Regions from separate parts of the Oryctolagus cuniculus genome. Here region 1 is linked to region 2. A link is a contact called in public Hi-C data. All regions are on one chromosome and are shown on one strand. Each heading gives the region's core, a stretch centred on a gene start, on an enhancer-like site or on the middle of the called end of the contact. The rest is flanking DNA. Distances are from core to core; before and after follow the strand shown. Region 1 holds the start of KDR (kinase insert domain receptor). Region 2 has its middle 36 kb from the start of KDR.

Region 1 (6,196 bases), core at 2,166-4,665, 36 kb before region 2:
GTGGCAAAGGAAGACCTTTCTCTCTGTCTCTCTCTCTCACTGTCCACTCTGCCTGTCCAAAAAAAGAAAAAAAAAGAAAAAAAAAAAGAAAGAAAGAAAAGAAAAGAAAAAGCATCAGAGAAAAACTGTTCACCAGGCTAGGGTCTTTGCAGACGTCAAGATCTTCAAACCAGCAGCTTAAAGACTCGTGTAGACATTGGAGCCCTCAAGGTGCAGGTTAAGAGCTCCACGTTGTGGCATAACAGGTAAAGCCGCCACTGCATCTGCATGGCCGGCAGCCCTTATGGGCGCCAGTTTGAGTCCCAGCTGCTCCACTTCCGATCCAGCTCCCTGCTAATGGCCTGGGAAAAGCAGCGAGAGTTGGACCCCTGCCATCTACGTGGGAGACCTGGAAGAAGCTCCTGGCTCCCGGTTTTGGCCTGGCCCAGCACTGACCATTGCAGCCATCTGGGGAGTGAATGAGCAGATGGAAGATCTCTCTCTCTAAACAATTAATCTTTAAAAAAAATAAAATAAAAATAAAATAAATAAATAAAGCCCTCTGTCCCCCACTGGAGTTTGAGACCTGCCTCTGGCTCCCAGCTCCAGCACCTAGCTAACAAAGGCTCCAGAAACTGGGCTCCTGCCATTCCTGTGGCACATCTGGACTGAGTTCCTGGTTCCCAGCTTCATTCTGCCCAAGTCCAAGTGCTAGCCCAGTCCTAGCTATTGCAGGCATCTGGGGCAGGAACAAGCAGATGGAGTTGGTTCTACCTCAGATCTCTGTCTCTCTCTGTCTCTGTCTTGTCTCTCTGGCTCTTAAATATATAAACAAACAAAAAAATTCTTTTAAATAATCACTCAAGCTTTCCAATCCACACCAAGAACAAATGACTCTCCAGGCCTAAACTAGCCTTGACCTTGCTGGGCAAATAAGAGGGTATGAGCAAATCTGAGCGAGTATGAATAAAGAGAGAATAAGCAAATATCCCGTGTAAACACCCAGTGCAATGAACCTCTGCACCCTCATGTGCACAACGGCAGGCGAAACCAACAACTGACTGCGCGTGTCTCCACACACCCACACAGATGTGCAAAATCGGCTGCTGACCAACTGTACATTTGCTGATGGCTAACACAGCTTTTTCAGAAAAACACCTGGAAATTGAATGACATCAATCAGTCTCAGACAGTAGTTGGCCGACACTGGTCCGGCCTTCCTGGGTTTGGAGCCGTGCGTCTGAAACTTTAGGCTGTGTCCCCCAGATCCACAAATTCGCATGTGAACAAGCATTTCAGGTGCCTCTAGCACAGAGGGCTCGCCCTGGGACAGTGGCAGGTCTTGGCAGTCAGCCATGTTGAATTCATTCGCAGGACACTTTTCCATATGAAGACAGCATACCCACAGCAGGAGAGAAGCCTTCCCTTTGTCTGAGACAGGAAAAAATGAACACAATTCAAATAAATGGACACAGCTTTCAAGCCTGTGGGAAACCCTAGGTTGAGAAACACACTCAAGGCAGTAACTTACTACAACTCGCACACAAGTCTGAGTAGGAAGACACCTGTTAATTGGGCACATTGGTGTGAGACCAAAAAAAAAAAAAAAAAAAAAAAAAGCAGTAAAACGAGTAGGCTCTCAATAAGCTATGCTCACCCCCAGCACCAAGCTATGAACTCTTGAAAGTCTCCCAAAAGCCATTACTACAGATCCACTCACATTCTAGCTATGCAAATTAGCTATGCAAAAAAAATTTTAAGCTATGCCTTCTATTCACAGGAAGCCAAGAAAACACCAGCGTATTTGAGTCCTGTCTGCAATGAGAATCCATTCCACAAGGCTGTGCTAACATCAACTTCATCTCTGCAGGCCGGTGCTCAATTTTTTGGTTTTTCCCCACTAAGCTTCATTCATTGTCACGGGCAAGGTTGAGTTCTTACTCTTTAGGAAGGTATAAGAAAATAACTGTTAACAGGTGCACGTGCCAGCACTCAATAAAAAGCCCTTCTACGTTCAAATCCCATAACCAACGTTAATTAATTTGTGCACTGTTACCCTTCCAGCTCAAGGCCAGGGAAGCAAACCAACAGTTCTTCTGTCTCTAGAATTTGATGGCACCAATTACAGCCCAATCCAATTAAGCAAGTCACCCGCTCCCAAAGGGTAGCCGCACATTGTACAAGGGCAACCTGATCATCTAGGAGGCACCCCAGGCTTACAGGCAACCCGCTTCTTTATGGGATACAGAGCAGCCACATGTCTCAGGCTCCCGTTCCCCTCCCAGAACCGGGGTTGGGGGAAGAGTGTCCATGGTGGAGCTGACCCTGATGAGCCGAGTCATTATCAAGAAAATTCTATGAAGGCAGACAAAGGCTCTTGGGACTGCGAAGGAGTGCCAGCGACTTTGAAGGCATGGGAGCCATTGTTTCCAACCAAGTGTAAGGAACTTTTTCCTGGCTTTGTTTGACTTTTGTTCCTTTCTCTGATCCTCCTCCTTTCTCACCCTCCAGAGGGTGGAGATCTGAGAGTCAGAGGCTGGGACTGCAGTACAGAGTGCAGCGCGCTGCGCAGAGGAGGGGTGAGGAGGAAAGGGGGAGGAGTTGGGGAGAGAGAGGGGACAGCGACCACATCAAACAGATGTGTGATTCCCATCTTGAAAGAGGCAGGAGTTTAGGTGGCAAGGAGAGTGGCCAGTGACACTGGCACCAAGCCCCGCAGAGCAAGGTTTCCGAACTTGAACTTCTGTGTGCTAATCCCAAACCCTCCAGCCCTTTGAGAAATGTCAACTTGCTCTACAAGGGAAGCTGTTACTAAGAGACCCTTGGGGAAGCCGTCACCGCCCCGGGGTTCAGCTCCGAGGTCCCCTTCTTCTCTCTGCGAGGAGAGCGGCGTCCGGCACCAAAGAAAGAAATCAAGTTTCCTGCCCTCGGAGCCCAGCTCCTACAACGACTGGGAGCGCACTAGCGTTCGAGCCGCAGGGGAACCGCGCGCCAGGGCCGGCTGGAGTCCCGCAGAGGCGCAGCCGGACGCATGGTGCGCGCCGGGGCGGGAGTGGCCAGCGCAGTCCGACCGCGCCTTGCAGGCTGCCCACTGCCGCCTCCCCGGCGTCCGAAGGTGTGAGCGGCACACCCTCCAGAGAAGGCGGCGGTCCGAGAGCAGCGGCGTGGGAAAAGACCGGGGCGAGAGCTCCAGGGACCACTTGCGGCGCGCACGCGGGCCGGCGTCTCAGCCTCGGCTTCCCGGTTGATAACAGCAAGGCGCCCAGGTGCCGAGTTCCAGCCTGCGAGTTGGCTCGGGCCTCCTGGGCATCCCCATCTCTCCGCCCGCCCCGACCTCTCCACCTGGCTCCGAGGGAGTGGGCTCCTTACCCACAGAGGCGGCCCGGGTCTCCACGCAGAGCCACAGAGCGACGGCCAGCAGCGCCCTGCTCGCCATCCCGCACCTTGCGCAGGGCGCGGTGCCCTGAACTCGCGCGCCGCCTCTGGCTCCCGGCGCCTAGCCCCGCGGAGAGGGTGCCCCGAGGGGCGCGGGCCGCCTCGGAGCGCGGGACCCCGGAGCGCGCAGGGCAAGGGCACTGCGGGTGCGGGCAGGCGAGGAAATCCTGGCTGCGGGACTGGCTCAGGGCTTTCTGTGGAGCGCCCAAGGGATGGCCCGCGCGGGCGCTGGAGACGCGGCGTAGGCACTGAACCTGAGCTCGCGCGGTCCGGACACTCAGCGCTGGGTGGGAGCCGGACCCGAAACTTAGAGTGTGGGGGCGGGGCCGGGGCGGGGCGGGGCGGGGCTCCCTGTGCAGCCGGCTCCACCCCCTGCCCTGGTCCTGGGCGGGGATCCGGGGCTCCCCGCGCCTGCCCCGCCGCGCGTGGCCGGGGCGGGGAGAACGTCCCTGCGCAACAGGTCGGTTTCAGCTGCACGGAGACGCGGCGCGCAGCGGCTGTGGGCCACTCCGAGGCTCAGTCGGTGCTGGCCTCCGAGGTTGGGGAGCGTCGCCCGGAGCGCAGGAGCCACACGGCGCCCTCGCTAGGCGCGTCCGAGCTGTCGGAGCTGATCCGGAGTTCGGGAGCGAGTGGCGGGGCTCCCGCCGGTGGCCTTGGGGTTTTCTGTCCGAGTGCCCGTTCTGCCCGCTTTAGAGCCCGCAGCTGAAGTTTTAAATCCGAACTTGGATGCCTTTAAGCAGAACGCCCACTTGCGCAGTTCGCGACGGCCCGGCCATTGCATCTTTTACCCGGAGGTCTCGGGTTGCCTGCAGTTACCTGCGCAGCCCCCAGAAAGGCGTTCGCGTTGGAGATGTCTGCTTGCCTCTGCCCTAGAAACCTACAGCGGGAGTCCGGGAACGCGAGGAACCCAGTGCTCGTTCCACGGGGAAGCGCCGCTCCGGAGCGGGAGCCCCCCGCGGGCCCTGGGCCAGCTCCCTGCCCAGAGCAGAGCTTGCAGCCCGGGCGGCTCGGGCCTCCGGCGGGCTTCACCGGGGCAGCCCCGAAGCCGAGGCCAAGCCTCGAGGCTGTCCGCGCGCGCTTGGGCCTCCGTGCGCTTCTGAATACGCACCTTGCGTCTGGCGTTCTCCGCGCTTCTGCGCACACCTGGAGGGTGGCGCCAGGTGTCTCCTACCTTCGTGAAATGTGGACTTCCCAGGTGCAGGCAGGTGCTTTAAAAATGACAATGTGTGAACGTCCTTCAGCGAAAGGAGGAAGCAAAGTGACCCTTTCTATGCCTAAACCCACCGAGGCTGATTGCACACAATTAATGCAAAGTAGTGCTGCTTTTCCCCCTCGATTGAAAAATATTTACTGTGTGGATGCTTCTGAGTTTCAAGGTTGACACTTGAAATAGGCTAACGCTCTCTGAAGTATAATGTATGCATATGGTTAAGGTTGTTTTGGAAACATAGGGAGAGGTGAAAAGACCTTTCTCTGCAAAAACAAGCAGGTTGAAATTTCCGTTTCTCCAAGTTCATTCTGCACACGCGTGGGTGTAGTTTTGTTCCCTGTCCTTCCACATAGGGTAGCTTGGGAGAAATGTTTCAAGCCCTGACTTTTTTTTTTTTTTTTTTTTTTCACTTCGAAATGCACCTTGGAGATCATTCCACCGCACAACACTTTAAGCTCCATCTGGTTCTTCTTGGTGTGGCGCGGGGTCTTGCTGTATGCACAGATTAATATTTCATCTACGGGGCATCTGTTTGGGAGGGGGGTCTTCCTAAAGAAATTTGGCTCTTCCTGCTGGTCAACTCAGCCAGAAAAACAGGGTGGGCTCCGCCAGAGCTGGACAAAGGGGAGGAGGATGGACCTGGCTTGGAAGGGGGTGGTTTTCCTTCCTCCCCACCTCTCCCCCAGCCTTATTTACAATTCATGACACATGCCTCACTTAGGCAGATAGTGTCTCCTCCAAATGCAAACCAGAACCTGCAGACCCTAACAGTAATAGCCCCTGTAGAAGCCTCAGAGGAAATGATGCAGCTTTGATGCCGCAGGACCAGAGTTTGGCAGCGTCTACCGCCTTCCCTCCCACACAGCGCTCAGACTGGTGTTCATGAAAAACGGCCGAGACGATTTTTCTTTCAAAGTCTCTTCTGAGTGCAGGGCCCTCCCCTTATCTGGCACTGCAAGGGAGTGATTTCTAGGTCACTCCCGCAGTACAGATGTGGCCACTCCCTGGCGAAGTGCCCTGGCGAGTGTGTTCAGCACCCCCATAGATGCTGTTCACCACCCCCCGTCCATGGAGAAGCAACAGAGGGATGGGTAAATGCACAAATTCTGGAGCCATTCCGCACGGGCTGGACTCCCAGGTCCACCATATCCACTGTGTGATTTTTGACCAACTTCCTGGGTACCTGTCCATGGAGCGCAGGAAACATCAGAGCAGAGTTTTTGCAGAGATTAATTGAGTTCCTGCGTGGAAGGTGCTTGGACTGGGAGCCAGCAGCTGGTGAACACAGGTAAGCAGGTGCACTCTAAAAACCCTTATGCAGAGACCTCCTAGTACTGCCCACCGACCCCTGCAGGCTGCTGAGAGCTACACTCAGATAAGACTCCTTCCTTCCACAGCGCTCCTAAGCACCTACTGTGCACGAAGCCCTGGAGTTGGGATATGGAAGGGGGGTCACCGCAGCAACTTCACCCCGGCAAATCTAATTTAGTCACAGAGATTTCTCTGTCTCCAGCTACTCCTGGGGACGTGGGCACACAGAATATACATTGTTCAGATCCAGAGCAGGCTGCA
Region 2 (6,720 bases), core at 2,227-4,726:
GCGAGCGATGGGTTAAACTTGGGTTGCACTTCACAGTAAGCTGCCATTGTTTTCCAAAGAGACTGTACCATTTTACAGTTGTTCCTATCTGCTGGCAAGCAGTTTTAAAAAGGAAGAACTCGTAAGTGCTAAGTTGGAAAATCAAGGCTTAAAAAATACCAACAGACTGCATCTCGTTTTGCTAAGAGAGTAGCTAAAGATGTAATCAGTCGCACAGGGAAGGACAGACAGGGAGGAATACACACTACTTCCTGTTTTTCAGTGGTGGCCCCCGGGGTGTGACATGAGGAGGGGATACAAGTATTGTAAACATTTTCCATCGAAGAAAAACATCAGCTGTGCTTAGAGCTGATGCCCGTTGGAAGGGGACTGCCTTGTACCCAGGGCCCTGGCACAAAGGTGCTGAGGCCCCCAGCCCCTTCACGTTCTGGGGTGAGGCTGGAGGGCTTGCAGAAGCTTCCAGCGCTGCACAGAGCCTGGGAGAACCCAGGGAACAAGGCTGCGGGAAGAGCAATGGCAAGGACCTGCCTGGTGGCTGGAGGGACCGCCCTCGTGACCTGGGGTGCGTGCGGCAACATGGGGTGCTTCCTTTGGACAAATCCCCATTAATTATTGTTTTTGATTGCTTGATTGATTTTGAAAGTCCGAGTTGCAGAGGGACAGGGAGATACAGAGAGACAGAGAGATCTTCCATTCGCTGGTTCACTCCCCAAATGGCCACAATGGCCAGGGCTGGGCCAGGCTGAAGCCAGGAGCCAGGAGCTTCTTCCAGGTCTCCCACACGGGTGCAGGGGCCCAAGCACTTGGGCCATCTCCTGCTGCTGTCCCAGGCCATAGCAGAGAGCTGGATCGGAAGAGGAGCAGCCAGGACTCGGGCCAGGGCCCATGTGGGATGCTGGCAGCGGCTTTACCTGCTATGCCACTTACCTGGTACGCCACGGCACCAGCCCCTGGTTACTTAAAGAGAGAAAGCAACTGTGTGGCAACCAAAGGCTTTTCAAACCAACAGAATTCAGGGGAACAGAATTTAGGAGACGGGGGCAGGGGTGGGGGCGCCAACAGGCCAGCAAACCATCCCCGTTTGGCGGTGGTACTACCTCTAGAAGTTTCCCTTCCTCAACGCAAATGAAGGCAGCCCCCCCACCACGGCCTTTTCTGCCCAACACCAAGGTCATTTTCAAGGCTTCGTGGTGGTGGGGGGGAGCAGCTTTTGCTAACAAACGACTTGGGGTTCCAGGTCCGAGGTGACCCTGCCAGGATCTTGCTTTTATTTTTACCATGCACAGAGGACGAAATAAGCCACGGATGGCCTTGTCCGAGGCCCCCCTTCCCGCCATGGCTCCTGCCTGCCCAGGCCAGCGCGTCTGAACGCTTAGTCACGGCCTCGGGCTGCTCTTCCAGGAAAAGCCCATTGTTCCTGCATTTCCTGATCACCTACTTCCTGTCGCTTTTCCCAAATGGGACAGAATAAAGCCCATTCTGCAGTCACAGAGGATCCGCACCATCTCACAGCCATGGTTTAGTATGGGACTTATAATTTTTGTTTTTGATCTGGGAGCCAGCTGAACACACTAGGACTAGCCCGACCTAATCCATAGCCACCCTGGGTTGTGAGTGTTGCCCTATTTTTATTTCACATAACCATGCAACTTAAGCTCATTTTGCTGCAAGACCTCAAAGAAACTGCCAGAAGCAGCCACAGTGGCCCAGCTGTGGGAGAGAGGCTCAGGTCGAAAGAGCAAGAGCATCCCGTCGGCCCAAGCCTGGCGGAAAGTGTAGGCTCCAGGAGTCCTGGGGACGTCCCCGCAGGGCTCCTGCCCTTCCCCCACTCACACAAAGGTAAGAACTGGGTCAGACAGTGGAATCTCGCTGCCCCGGGAAATACTGAGTCACTGGAAGCGACAATGAGCGAGCGGGAGCTCAGGAAGCCAGCAGCCTGGGAATGAGCTGTGGCCCGCACACGCACGCATGCACTACACGCACACACGCGTCACGCACGTGTGTTTATGGCCACCTACATGTGTATGCACCACCAGGCATGCACAGACACACACACCTATGCATACACAGACGCATACATGTTTAAGGCTTGCTTTATGCCAAGCAGTGTTCTACCACATACATTATCTTGATTGATTTTGACACGCCCCTATGGGGCGGTACTTCAAGTCTGTGTTTTACATATTCATCAGCACACATTACATATTAATGAACTCACCCATGTTCATGCTAGTGAAAACAGCTGATCCAGAATTAACACACTGGTCTACCTGCAAAATTGCACCATTAACCCCTTGTGTGCCAGCTGTGTGATTTCTGATGCATCACTTAACTATTCTGAACCTCAGTGTTTTCATCTGTAAAATGGGCATGATAAAACCTGTAAAATCTGCTGCCATACTGTGTTGAGAAGGAAAAGAGTTTGTGTAGACATTCAGCCCCCAGAGAGATTCGTCTCTGTTCTTCAGGTAAAATGTTTATTATCACTGGGTCCTTGTAAGAATTAAATGAGAAGACACGTGAAAATGCTTCAGCAGCTACGACTTACCATTTACATTAACAGTTCTATGGCTGGGGGGGCAGTTGGCCTGGCAGTAAGATACTCCCACATCAGAGTTGGGTCCCTGCCGCCCACGTAGGAGACCTGGGCTGAGCTCCCAGCTCTGGCTTTGGCCTGACCCAGCTCTGGGCATTGCAAGCATCTGTGGAGTGAACCAGCAGACAGGTTCTCTCTCTCTCTCTCTCTCTCTCTCTCTCCCTTCCTCTCTGCCTCTGTCTCCTTGCCTCTCAAATACATCAATCATTTTTAAACCTTAGTAGTTATTATCAAGCCTTAACTATAGTAATAAGACCAAGCAGTGTAACTCAACGGTGGCACTGGGTGATCAGATCTGCCGAGACAGCCATGCCCGGGCTACACCGAGCTAGGAGACTGAAGGGAAGAGAGTTGCTTACGGTTGTGCTAACTCCAAGTCCTCCACAGAGACAAACGCACATTTGTCAAAACGAAGCTTGTAATCAATTGTCTTCTACCCAGCTTTTCCAACTGCACGCATGCGAACTCGACAAGGTCATGTATTGCAGTTTTCTCTGTAAAAGTCCACAGGGGGTGGGGGAGCTAAAAATTACCTAAAGGTTGATCCAAAGGCCTGGTTATTATTATACATGGAGTTTTATGCAACAGAATCCCACGCATAAATATTTTTTAAATCTTTTCATATAGTGATGCGAAATGATTTCCAAGACCCACTGCCAGGTGGGTGGGGAAAGATGCAGCCAGTGTGTGTATCACAGCACTGCACACACCTGTGTGCCCAGCACACAAACACGTCCATATGTATACTTCCTTCTGCAAGCAACAAAGGGGCACCACATTGCGATTTGCAATTCCCTAGCAGCCACAAAAGAAAGAGAAGGAAGCGTGTGAAATGCCTTGGAGCGCAGCCACAATATTGGGCCATCAGCGTGCACTCGCAAGAGGTGTTGCCTGCCTCCCCCGCGAAGGCTAGCACAACTGGGTTCGTGTGTGAGCGATGACACACGTGGACGTGTGTGCTGGCTGCCAGACACCAGAGGCTGGGTCTCCAGTGACAACCGTGGCTCCGGGGGACGAGACCCCCTCCGAGGGCCTGTGGCTTCTCAGCCTGGCTCTCTGGAACACTGTCCTTGACACGGCAATGCTTCCGGTCACCTCTGCCGCACTCTGGCTTCCACACGAGGCGCTGATTCAGCCCCTGGGAAGGCAGCTCCCAGCCAGGACCGACTCATTCCTGCTCCTCCTGCTCTGCTCAGGGAACCTCTCTCAGGGGCCGGCGCCCCTTAGAGCAAGGGTTTGCCACCGAGAGAATGGGATCAGGGCGGCGGATCAGATGGAAGCAGGGCTTTGTAACTTACATGTAGCTAAAAAACGGGCTACGCATTCCTCCCAGTGGTGGGAAGCCTAGAGACATCCCGGCTCCACTAGGAGCTCAGAGAAGCCTCCATGGGGGGGCCCAGAGCAGGAAACCGCGGGGGCCCACGCAGGCAGAGACAGGAAGAGGGCACAGGAAAGACAGGTGAGGAAAGACGAGGCTTCCCTAAACAGGAAACGACCGATGGCCCCTGCACCTCTTAAATCTGCAGTGGAGGTAAGCGGAGAACCCCAGTGCCCCGCAGGACACTGGGAAACCCCTGCTGGACCGCAGGGAGCCAGTGGTGTGCCTCCTCCTCCTCCCGCCTCCGGCAAGGTGAGGTTGGGTGGGGGAGGGAGGGAGCAGGGAGGTTGGTGGGGTGCAGGAAGAGGCCATTGCACCCCCCAGGAGAAATCGGGGTTCCTGGGATGAAGGACGCAGCATCAGCATCAGCGCGTGGTTGTGTGCCCAAGATTAGCAACGCGATATTTGGCAAAGCATTGTTTGTACTTTTCATTTGGGGGTTATTTGTGGTAGAATTCAGAGGGGAAAAATCGCAAACTATAAGACAAGGGGATGCTGTCATTCCGCCCTTGGAAAGACACACACACACACACACACACACACACACACAACAGGTGGATTCGTTTTAAAACCCAAAGGGAACTGGCGGGACCGGAGGTGTTTGCTAACGTTTGCTTTCAGCTCATCTGTATTTTCCAGACTTTTCAACAATGCACGTGTTCAGGGGCAATAACCTAGAAGAACTCACAAGTTTCTCTCCCGACCCCTGACAACCACTGTCGCATTTGCGGTGTAACTAGCCCATTTTTCTTCCCCATCCCTTCTACTTTAAAATACCATTCCATCCAGGACGTGAACTGATCCATCCAAGACCTGATCTGCTCCCTGGGATATGCACTCCCAGGGGTTGCAGCGACTTGCACCTACTCAACTTTAAAGCTTCATTAGTCAACGCTTGCATTCGACCCCCTCCACATCTGTCCTATTCGATTTCGCTTTTGACCCCTCAGAAAAAAAATCAGTTTATTTTCAGTGCTCTGTACTCAGAAACATTTTCGTGGTCTTCCTGGAAATTCTTGGAAGTGAACTCATTAAAAGTTGATTTAAAATTTGATTTATTTGTGTTATTTGAAAGGCAGAGAAGAGAGAGAGAGATTTCCCATGTACTGATTCAGCCCCCAGATGGCCACAATATGCCCAGGACTGAGTCAGGTCAAAGCCAGGATCCTGGAACACCATCCGGGTTTCACACATGCATGGCAGGGATCCAAGCACTTGAGCCGGCACCTGCTGCTTCTCAGGGTGCCCATTAGCAGGCAGCTGGATTGGGCCTGCAGCCGGGACTCCATCCCACGCACGCTGATACGGGACACTGGTGTCCCAAGTGTGCCAAACAATGCCCCTAAACATGGACTTTTATCTCGTGTGTATTCTCTGATTTTAAAAAGGTAAAAATGGATATTCAAGAGAATAAAGACCCAAAGACAATACGCAAGTAACTTGTTAACATTTGAGGATTAATAGCGATACTGTCTAACATTTCAAATTCTTTCTTACAATAAAACATAATGGCTAAAACTGGAGGAAAACAGAAAAAAGGTAGTTTCTCCCCACAGCAGCTGCATTTTGAGCATTTAACAGGCACCAGTGACTGGTGGCCGCCATACTGGGTTTTCAGAACGTTCACCGTCTTCACGGAACATCCGATTGGACAGTGCTCGTCCGGATAACATTTGGTCTGTTTTTCAGCCAGTCCTGGGCTGGCTGTGTCTGCGTGAGGCCTGGGTATGCAGCGGAAGCAGAGTGGCTGCCCCTCCCCTCAGCATTGGAAAGCGGCCCCCAGAGAGTCCACACTGCCTTCACCCGGGTACCTGCAGTTTGAACCCCTACAGTCACCCCTCACTCAGCTTCCCAACCTCAGGGGTCTTACAGAGACCCAGTCTCAATCGCCCGGCTGGCATAGGCCCCCAGTCCACACACAAGAAGGCCGGGGGAGGGGAGAGGGCAAGGCGCTCTCGCTCCACGCACTCCTTCTGTGGCCACACTGTGATCCAGACCCTGCCACTCCCCGGCCCCTCAGGACAGACTCCAGCAGACGCCTGCCACCGCCATCCCCAGTCCTCAGTCAGCAGGTGACCAAGGCTAACCCAAGTGCACTGAGGGCCTCTGTACCCAAGAGGCAGGGGCAAGTCCCAGCCCTCTCACTCCCTGATACGCCTCTCGCTGGTTCTGACCTACATGGGAGCTTCACAAAGTTCATGGAACAGTGAATTAAGAGAGGAGTTTGTGCAAAAAAAAAAAAATCTTTGAAACCCATGCGTACAAGGAGTTCCTGTAGTGGTGGGCACTCAGCTGGGTGGTTAAGAACCTGGTTAAGACACCTGCAGCACCGGGGTTCAAGTCCCTGCTCAGCTCCTAACTCCAGCTTCCTGCTAATGCAGACCCGTGAAGCAGCAAGCGATGGATCGCGGGGGTTTCTGCACCCATGTGGCAAACTGGGTTGAGTTCTCAGCTTCTGGCTCCAGCCCAGCCCAGCCCAGCCCCAGCCATGGCAGGCATTTGTGAACTGAATCTCCTCTCTCTCTCTCTCTCTCTCTCCCACTCAAACAAGTAAATAAATTTGAAAAACAGTTCATGGAAAATTCTTCTTAGGAAAAAGCTATGCCTGGATTTCAAAAGTGTTTCCACCATAATAACTCTATCTTTTAATTCCATTTTTCCACACACTTTTTGAAGAGCCCTCATAAATCCCCCCTGAGAAGCCCCACCCCGGAGGGGGCCAGGCCCCTGCGCCGGGCTGGAAGGG

The links. Hi-C and Micro-C count contacts between places; a contact is called where the count stands out from the background.
Region 1: a contact with region 2 is called in a Hi-C map of an unstated tissue, with 2.4 times the contacts expected there. The contact joins the promoter of KDR here to the enhancer-like site in region 2. A contact is called at or near these places in 2 of 6 Hi-C or Micro-C datasets (ear pinna and an unstated tissue).

Annotation. Positions count from the first base shown.
Region 1 is chr8:109,272,928-109,279,123 of mOryCun1.1, reverse strand. It overlaps KDR (kinase insert domain receptor), which reads right to left and starts at 3,415. Exons shown (of 30, transcript NM_001195670.2): 1 at 3,349-3,415. The coding sequence starts at 3,415.
Region 2 is chr8:109,236,672-109,243,391 of mOryCun1.1, reverse strand. No RefSeq gene overlaps it. Among named protein-coding and RNA genes, the nearest start is that of KDR, 36 kb to the left of the region's middle. Within about 2 kb of position 3,476, at least 2 of the 8 cell types and tissues checked have an H3K27ac peak or open chromatin away from gene starts, as enhancers often do.